Regions from separate parts of the Mus musculus genome. Here region 1 is linked to region 2. The links are chromatin contacts, called in public HiChIP or PLAC-seq maps. All regions are on one chromosome and are shown on one strand. Each heading gives the region's core, a stretch centred on a gene start, on an enhancer-like site or on the middle of the called end of the contact. The rest is flanking DNA. Distances are from core to core; before and after follow the strand shown. Region 1 has its middle 48 kb from the start of Gm31590. Region 2 has its middle 180 kb from the start of 4930528P14Rik.

Evidence for each region. HiChIP or PLAC-seq counts read pairs in DNA pulled down with a chosen protein or histone mark.
Region 1: a contact with region 2 is called in an HNF4G HiChIP or PLAC-seq map of pancreatic cancer cells. The contact joins two enhancer-like sites. A contact is called at or near these places in 1 of 115 datasets of contacts at active chromatin or transcription factors (pancreatic cancer cells) and 1 of 9 other capture datasets (embryonic stem cells).

Annotation. Positions count from the first base shown.
Region 1 is chr2:115,853,099-115,857,889 of GRCm38.p6, forward strand. No RefSeq gene overlaps it. Among named protein-coding and RNA genes, the nearest start is that of Gm31590, 48 kb to the left of the region's middle. Within about 2 kb of position 2,908, at least 48 of the 459 cell types and tissues checked have an H3K27ac peak or open chromatin away from gene starts, as enhancers often do. A contact at or near this core is called in pancreatic cancer cells, where this site is marked.
Region 2 is chr2:115,163,298-115,167,902 of GRCm38.p6, forward strand. No RefSeq gene overlaps it. Among named protein-coding and RNA genes, the nearest start is that of 4930528P14Rik, 180 kb to the right of the region's middle. Within about 2 kb of position 2,929, at least 3 of the 459 cell types and tissues checked have an H3K27ac peak or open chromatin away from gene starts, as enhancers often do. A contact at or near this core is called in pancreatic cancer cells, where this site is marked.

The DNA of each region.
Region 1 (4,791 bases), core at 1,658-4,157, 690 kb after region 2:
AGACACCCCAGTTTTCCTGAATCTCTGGTGGAGAGAGGGCTTCAGTGCTAGGAGAGCGGGTCACTCGGTGAGAGAGGTTGAGATGTGGCATCTGTAACTGTACAGTTGATTTTTTTTTTTTAAAGCACGGTTCATTTTATATTTTTGTTGTTGGTACCTGTCTCTCTTTGTTCAGCATTTTGCCTTTTGAAATGTTAATTATTCAGGACCCCTCCGAAATGTTCACCCAATTCAAGTTTCTAAGGAAAACATAGAAAAAAAATATTTGCGTATGTGGAGACACTCTTTCTTGGGACTCTAGGGGCAAAGAGAGGCTGCATCTTTGTCAGACTGCCCAGTGATGGAAAGCTTAACCACCTTTTTCTGTAAAGTGTGGTTATTAGGGCATCAGGATTCAGATGCAGGCTTGGGTGCTGTTGAGAGAGGGATGGGGTGGAGGGTACCTACTTGAAAGTGCACAATATTGGTATCTAATTCTCTTTCTCACGAACTCAAATGGATACAAAAAGCTTGCAAAATTCAAGTGACACCAGTCGCCTGATAGCTGTGGACAAGGTAACTAACATCTTTTACATCTGCACAACTTTCAACCACAAAAACGCTGGACATTAAAAATAAAGTTCTTCTAAGCAAGAGGGAAAACTAAAGGCTGATATTAGTGTTTTCTTTTATCCCATGGAGGTATCAGTTGATCCCGTTTCTTTTGTCGGCCCAACTGAGCAAACTAGAAGGGAAGAGCAGTCTCTGACCAGCAACAAATCCAGGGTGTTAAAAGCAAGTTCCTTGGATGATTTTTCTTTGCCTTTAAAGCAAAACAAAACAAATTTTAAAATTTTATTTCCTCCTGGAGAGTTAATTTTGTTGCCAAAACATAGGCATGGGGCTGTTAACAAGCCATTTGAGAAGCTAAGTCTCGGTGATCTCTTTCTTGCAATCATAATCGGCAAGTGGCTTAAGATTGATGGTGAGGTATTTTCTGTCTCTTCTGGAGGACCTTCGTGTCAATTTATTTAGAACACTGACCAGACTGTCAATGCCTCCCAATTTTATTAAGCTGTTTGTAACCAAACACAGTGGGATTTCTACCCTTCCTCCCTCGTGAGTGTGAGAGTATAGTGCTGACTGCTTCTTGTTCTGAGTTCAGCTGCAGCGGGGTCCACTCCCTTGTGTTTGTTTTATTGTGTTTATATAGTTGCACGGACAGCTATGCATTCCCTGGGCACGCAAATACCTATGTACACATATATTTAAGGCGGTCCATGTGTTGTGCAGTAACTTCTCTTACACTTTACTGAGCTTAAAGGGGACCTTTCAAAAAAGTCAACCGCAGTGGCAGACTTCCTCAGAGAAGAATGTACTTTTAAAGTAATGCAATGAACTTCAAAACAGATTCCTTCTCGGCATAACAGCTTGCTTGCTGGTGCATATTTAAATCTATCTCAGTTATTACAATAGTCCCTAACAATATTTCAAGCTCAGCTGCACTTAGCCATCCCTATTCTGCCCAAAAGATCTGGGTTAACTCCCACCACTGCCTTTTCCTAGAAGCGCCCCTTTCTGTGGGGTCCCAGGGTGCCTGACCCAGACCTCCAACATCCACAAACGAGGGTGGGGATCTGAGATGTGAAAGTGGAATCTGCAGAAGAGCCAGGGTAGAGAATGGATTGCGCAATCCAAGAATTAGAAGCACTGGGGAGGAAAGACACACCTTTTCCAAATGCACCGTTCTTTCCTTCCCCAGAGCCTCGTTCCTCAGAATTGCTCTCAGAAAAACCCGCAATCTGATTCTTTAAAATAAAAACCAAAAACTCCCTGAGAAGCCAAAGTCGTTCCGCGTGGTAGATTGCCATGTCTGATGTGGGGGGTCCAACTGCGGCGGGGAGACCCTTCTGACACGGCTGCTTTGTCAGCGTCTTCTCCCAGAGGCAGAGGCGATGGAGATGGGTCGCGTTACCTGCTTGCTTGCGCCTTCTACCCTGTGCAGAAATCCCAGGAGAGAGTAATCTGGACGCTAGAAGTACGCCGCTGTGCACCAAACCCCAACTCTCTGAAACCAAACGGCGCACCTTGCGGTGCAGAGAGATGAAGTGCTTACACTCCGGAGGCGGCAGGATATTGGGGTGCGCTTCAGCCGCTCTGTCCGCGTTCAGCAAAAGCAAGAAAACAGGGTCAGGGAAGAAAAACACAGGCATGGAAAAGACCTGTTTGTGTATGGATACTGTGACAACTAAGACAGACAGACAGACAGACAGACACACACACACACACACACACACACACACACACACACACACACACACATTTTGAATGCTCTGGGATCCCAAAGATGTGTGCAAAAGGAATTACCTCAAATTGAGAACTGCTTAAATTCCAAAAGCGATTCCTGTAGACTTTTATAAACCTGTGAAATCCCCCCCCCCGGAGTTTGCTTTTACAAGTACAAGAAATATTATTTGGCATTTCTTGTTGCCCCTCATCAGATATCTATTTTTTAATAGCAATAATAATAAAAAGCCTTCAGGGTTGTCCATTAAAATATATCTTTGGAAGTTAAATCTGCAAGGGGGGAAAAAGCAAACTTGATCAAACCCCTACAGAATAAGGAGATTAGAAAACGAATCCTTTTGCTTAGGCATTTGGTCGTTTATTCCCCGAGGCCAAGTGAAAGGTGTGAGTACTTTCCTGTTTTATTATTATTTTTAAAATTTATTCATTTAAATGTTCAGCCATGACAAGCTATTCCCTCGCTGCAGCGGACGAGGGTGAGAGTAGTGGAAAGGGTAGGTGGAGAAGGGTGGGGGGCGCAGAAAAACACCGTTGGCTTCGCGGGGGGCTGTCCCGCCGCGGTCTGCCCTGAAGGCCAGCAGGGGGCGCTCTGATGTTATCTGTGGACCAGCCCGCGGAGCCGCTCAGAGCTCGGTGACACAGGCTTGGCGGTTTCACGCAGCTGCAAGAGGAAGGGGAGGAGGATCGTACCTCCTAAACCCTCAACAACGATTCCACTCGGCTTATTTACCTTCGGCTGGAAATGTATCTACGTTTCACTTCAACTAGTTTAGTGCTGCAGCTCCGACCTCTTTTCATCTGTGTCTTTACAGAGCACATATAATCACACCCTCTTGAAATATATATTAATGCAACTTATTAGAAACGACGATGAATAGTCAACATTTTTTTCGCCTGTTAGTTCCGCTGATCCAAGCAGGATTTATTTGCAGGTCTCACATCCCGAAGTCATAATGCGCCCCCATCCCACCCCCCACCCCCCTTAAATAAAATTGGTCAAATGTTGACAACCTGTAAGACAACCTACCACTCAAGATTAGTGATGGGAAACTAATGAGAAAATATCAGATCGCCCGGCCCGAGGGCTGCCAATTAAATCTTCGCTGATTGAAAAATAAAAGCGGACTTGGGGTGTGAGCCCAGCTCAACTTGAACTATTAATTTAACATGTTGCCGGTCCGTGCCTTCCCTCACTCCACTAGCGCCTCCCCCCTCCCCCCACCCCATCCCTCAACCTAAAAGCCAAATGTTATTTCTCGAAATATTTCAAGAGGTCCAAATCAGAATGATCATTTCTTACACGGTAAATATTAGCCCTTTAAGCAATATGATTTAACTAATTAGAAAATTTACATCATTAAGTCTCAGGGAGAGAAAAAAGAGAAACAGATCTGCCAATCATTTTAAAGGAGACAGGCACTATTGAAGTGTGAAGAAATCGGCTCTAATTCAAAAAGGCAATCGGGCAGAAAAAGCCCTCAACATTACCCTGCTAGTTATTAATCAGAAAGGGCCCTCTCTTCTCCCTGCGCCCCTCCCCTCTGGGCACTGAGTTTAAGTTCTTTTTTCTTTTTCTTTCTTTCTTTTTTCTTTTCTTTTTTCTTTTTCTTTTTTTTTTCTTTTTTTTTTTTTTGCCAGTGGCCCATGTCATATTTATATTGAGGTTTTGTCTGCTAAGGATTAAAATTTGAAAATGTTTCAATATGAAGAAAACAAAATCCTCAAAAGGAAAAAAAATTCTTCGTGTACTGGTAAATTTGTTGTAATGCACAATTCTCACACTCCTCCTTATTTTTATTCTTTCTTCCCATTAAGTTCTATTTTGAAACCTGCTCGGTGAGAACTAGATAGTCTTTGTGTTCTGCTCCCCTCCCCCTCCTTGTACCTCCTCCTTCCTACAAAGCAGAAACCTAGACTGAAAGCAGAAAAGTACAAATACATTAACAAAGCCTGACTCCCTTGATAAAAAAGGCCACGGTCTAGGCTTACAGTCAGGAGTCTACAGAAATGGGAATCTGTCCGGTGGGTCTGCAGACAATAGGACACATTGAGTATCCCCCACCTATATATAGGAGTCCATACAGTGTGTAGTTAGAGAAGAAAAGAAGACAGGTAGGTGAGAATAATTTTAAAGTGCACTGTGTGTGAGTGTGTGAGTGTGTGTGTGTGTGTGTGTGTGTGGCTTTTGTCTACCTCACTTCTTTTCTATTCAGCTTAAAACAGCAGCCTCATTATATGTAGGTGCCCCTTCCCATCATACTTACTTAAGCCCTCCGTTCACCACACACATAGCCCTTTGCCCAGTCTTCTCATTCCCAGCAAATTAACTGAGAGTGAATTGCAAAGGGAGCTTTCTGAGTGGATCCTCTGAGACGTTCAGGCCCTTCCCGGCACCTCTGAGGACGCACTTTTAAACTGTCTTTGGGTTAAAAAAAAAATGTAATTCTCGGGCATCCGATTCCCTTTTGTTACCTCTTTTTTTAAATTATAAAGAAGTCAGGAAGA
Region 2 (4,605 bases), core at 1,679-4,178:
ATGTGATATAAAAGTGGAAATGTGTTGCTGGGGTCGAAGGATGACAATGGCAATGGAGGAGACCAACCAACATTAATCATGTAAGAAAATGACATGATAAAATCTGCAAAGTAGGCTGGGGAAACTTCTCACTGTTTACTGCCCCACAGGTCTGAGTGCCAGAATTCAGATTCCCAGACTGACATAAATTCCTAGAGGTCATGTTGAAACTGCTGCCTTCTGAAGGCTGGAATAGGGGATTCCTGAAGCAAGCTAGGTACCCGATTAGCTGTACTGGCAAACTCTGGGTTCAAGTGAGAGACTCTTTCTCAATCCATAAAGTGGAAAGTAATCCAAGAAGAGTCCAGATATTAATCCCGAGTCTTTACATGCAAATACACACTCACACCCATGCACTGTTACACATCTCAACATGCATTAACAACACACACACAAGCATTCACAGGAACACACATGTAGAAGGAAAAACAGATGATGCCTAAAGGGAGAGAGCCAAGAAAGAAGTAAAATTCTTTCCATAAACCTCAAGCATGAACACAGCTAATTTAGCCTCAGATATCTTTATTGCTCTCACCACTCAGCCTGGTCTACTTCTAGCTCCCACTGTTTGTTTGTTTGTTTGTTTTGCTTTTGTCATCCCCGCCACCACCACCCCCTGTGGTGAGTAAAATCTACCAAACCTACTAATCTGCTAGTGGAACGTGTTGGGGGCCAATTCTAGGAATTTGGCAAGAATTTGACATTGGGCTAGGACAAGGAAGTAGGCTCAAGATCTTGATCATCTTGATAAGTCCCAGAATACCATGGGACTTTGTTTATTTTTTTGTTTGTCCCTTGACTATTTTTGTTTACAATTTGTTTGTTCCTTGACCTAGAACTGACCTGCGTGTACTTAAAATGGTATAAAAAATGAGACTTGGAAAAAATAAAGGCATTTATTTCAGCTTCAGAACTGGCTGAAGTCATGTTATAGTGTGGTACAATTTCTTTTCCTTTCAATTCTCTCTCCCTCACCAGAGACTCTGTTGACTGACTGAACTGGCTTGGTCACCTGCCCTACTAAGGGTAAAAAAGAATCACTACCCTTTGGGAGTAGTGTCAAACTGACTAAAGGAAATTAGTTCATAGATCTTACTGAACTTAGGTAGGGCATTTATGACCAGTGTGTTCTACACCATGTCCCAGTGTTTTCCTAGTGAATGAACTAACTCCCAGCCCCATATAAGAGTTACCTACATTGTGACACACCCTTTCTCCAGAGCCACTTTTCACTATCTGCTTTCATCACCTTTCAGACACGCATTGCACTCTAAGCCTTGGTTCATAGCCTGTTCACTAAGTAGACAATTAAATCTACAATCAAGAAAGTCAGGCACAAAAATAAGCAGAAGGAACATAGTCTTCTCATGGAGAAATAGTCTGATGAACCATCTTAGCTAAGTTTTAATATGAATATGCTCAATGGCCAAGTACAAATGAAGACCATGCTCTATGAAAAAAAAAAGAAAGAAAGAAATGAGAGATAACAGAAGAACAATGCGCATTATGAAGTGGGACTGAGAAGATAGGAAACAAATTAGGAATGCTGTCACGGAGACATACACTAGTCAAAATGCAACATATCAAGAGACATAGCAACATTAGCACTGAACAGAGTTGAGAAGGGACCAATTTTGCTAAAAAAGAATTTTCCATATCGTAGTGTGGAAGGGGAAAGCAGAAGCATGTGATGGGGAGCTCAGGGTGCCCTGGGTGTATGGGGTACACAATCCCTTCAGGGCACTGGAGCTGCAGGACCATGAGTACTGTGAGTGGAAGAAGCATTTGAAGAAAAAGAATTTTCTTAATGTTCTGAGATCAAAGCAATTGAAAGTATGAAGCAGGACAAATAGAAATGTTTGAATTAAAAAAAAATAGACAATGCTTGTTTCAACTGCAGACTATAGAAAAGAAAAAAAAAATCATAGAAGCTGCCAGGCAAGCAGGACTGATAATCTGCAAGGAAAAGGCATTTGAGCTGATGGCAAACCACTCATCAGATATAATAGATACCAGATGACGGTTAGAACCAGCAGAATGTTGAGACTGCTAATTATGATCTCAGATGGTACAAAGGAAAGGGCATACAAGGCCATCGATTCACAGCTCCAACAAGAAATACTGTAGACATAGTTCATGGGCATAGATTTACAAGAACAGTCATCTTGTAACCGTGCTTCCTCAAAGGTCTTATGCTGAGGAAGAAATTGGGTCAGAAATTGGTGGTTTGAAGCACCATAAAGAGCTACTGCTTCTTCACACTTGAACACTATGTGATGTTCAGAATGTTCGGCGCACCCATCATTCCATGCCCTTTGGATGGGAAATAACTCTTAGAAAGAGGCTTTTGAATTACCAGATAGATTCTGTCTTCTGCCATGCATATTTAGCTAACAGCAACACAAATGTAAGGGAAAAATGAAAGAGCCACCAAGAACATCCTTGAGATCCACGGTCCTCTCCCATCAAATAATGGGATGTGGAGATCTGGGGAGAGTTGGGGAAGGAGAAAACATGATCAGAGTATATTGTATGAAACAAATTATGTTCAATAAAGACGAATTATAAAACTACAAAAAAAATACTAAGAAAGTTGCCATTGCATAGTGCAACTGAATCAGGACACAGCAGGTAGTTTAGATTTATATTCTTATTGATAGCCACCTCAATGTACTGACAGTTTCATTGTTCTTTTTAAGTGCATTGATCAGTTGGTTAGACCCTCAGAGGTCAAAAGTAAATAAAATGTAAGCCGAGAGAGGAGCAGAGCACAGACAGTGATGGACCTGCCAAGTCTGTGACATAGTGAGCTTCAGATACACAGTATCTAACAGAAGAACACAGCAAAGATGGTCACAGCTCTACAGTGTTATAAATGACATCTTGCTCACAAAGGTTGAGGGACACACAAGTGAGTAATACTTGCAGTGGAAAGGTAAACAGGAGACAAGTCACGAGGAAGCAGAGAATCATCGATGCTCACTGAGTCATTTCAGAATTCAAACTCTGACTTCCACCTTAGTGTTCAAATAATGGTGGAAACCTGTTCCAGTTTTAGGCAATGCAATTAGATCTTGTGTCAGAGAAACAAGCTAAACTCTGAAAGCCTGGAAAGTCCCAAATCTCTAGCTCTATCACTGGGTCCTTGGGGATGTTTCCTTCATCCAATCTATAATGGCCAACTCTATTTGGTATTTTTCAACATAAAACATCAAATTTTATATTTAGGAGGCTGTTGCAGGGGGTTTTCATACATCTGAGGCCAGACTAGGCTACAAAGGGAGTTCCAGCTAGCCTACAGAAGGAGGGCATATTTAAAAATACACAGGCAAATTAAATTCAGTTAAATCATAAACTTCAGGAAACACTGAGGATAAAAAAAATTGGGTAGTATACACAAAATTTACACACACACACACACACACACACACACACACACACACACACACAGATATATACCAAAGAAAAGACAATAAGAAAATATGATTGTACTTACAATTATTATGAGATCTACATCAGTATTTATAATTACCTCTGTTACCTGTCACTTCCTCATTCATGTGTCCTCATTAAACACTGTGGCTGGCTGGAGCTTTTTTGAAAATTCCTTTCTCTCTCTCTCTCTCTCTCCCTCTCTCTCTCTCTCTCTCTCTCTCTCTCTCTCTCTCTCTCTCTCGTGTGTGTGTGTGTGTGTGTGTGCGTGTGTGTGTGTAGGTCAAGAAGACCCCATGTGAGAGTTTCTCCAACTAGGATAAATATCAATTTTGAGTTCCATCAAATTCATAAACAGACTAATCTAGAAGCAGTGATAGAAGTTTCTCTGAGGATATTAACAGGACAGAGAAGCAAGGGTACTGAGATCTCTTATATGCATTCCTTTTGACCTGAAAGTCTGAATAACATATGAAAGGAGAAAACTTTATCTAGCTGCATCTCAAAGATCTCTATTTTTATGGTAGGCAATACAGTTTCACTTCAGCAGAAAGGCATAATGAAGAAAACACAAGTTACCTCTATAGACTAGGAGTATAGGAAAAGTGAAGGAAACTATGTTAAAGAAACTCACAAGCACCCACAATCAAGAAAACTAAGAATTAAAAATAGTGTAGGAAAAAAGAGAGAAAATTAAAGAATTTGGGACTTTAGAAGATTATATGTGAAAATGTAGAATACCTTTATAACAGTCCTGGAATGCTGGAAGTTGAACCTAGAACCTTGCAGATGATGGGCAAGTGACTTACCCCTGGGCTATCCTATGACAGTACACTTGAAAACAACACAGATGAAACTGATGAAGTCAATTGATTTCTCAATAAGTAATAAAAAATGACTAAAGAATATATCAAACATCTAAATAATGGCGTCATTAGAGCTGATTCAAAACTCATTTGACAAAATCTCAACTTCCTAAACATTAGGACACAGAATGAATTTCTGGAAGGCAACACTATCTATAGTTAGTTGATATATGTGTTTATAAGGCTGATGGTACATTGAAATTTTACGTTGAAATGTGAAAGCTTGGCAAGATGCTGCAAGAGTCATTCTCTTCTTTGTCTGCTGGTG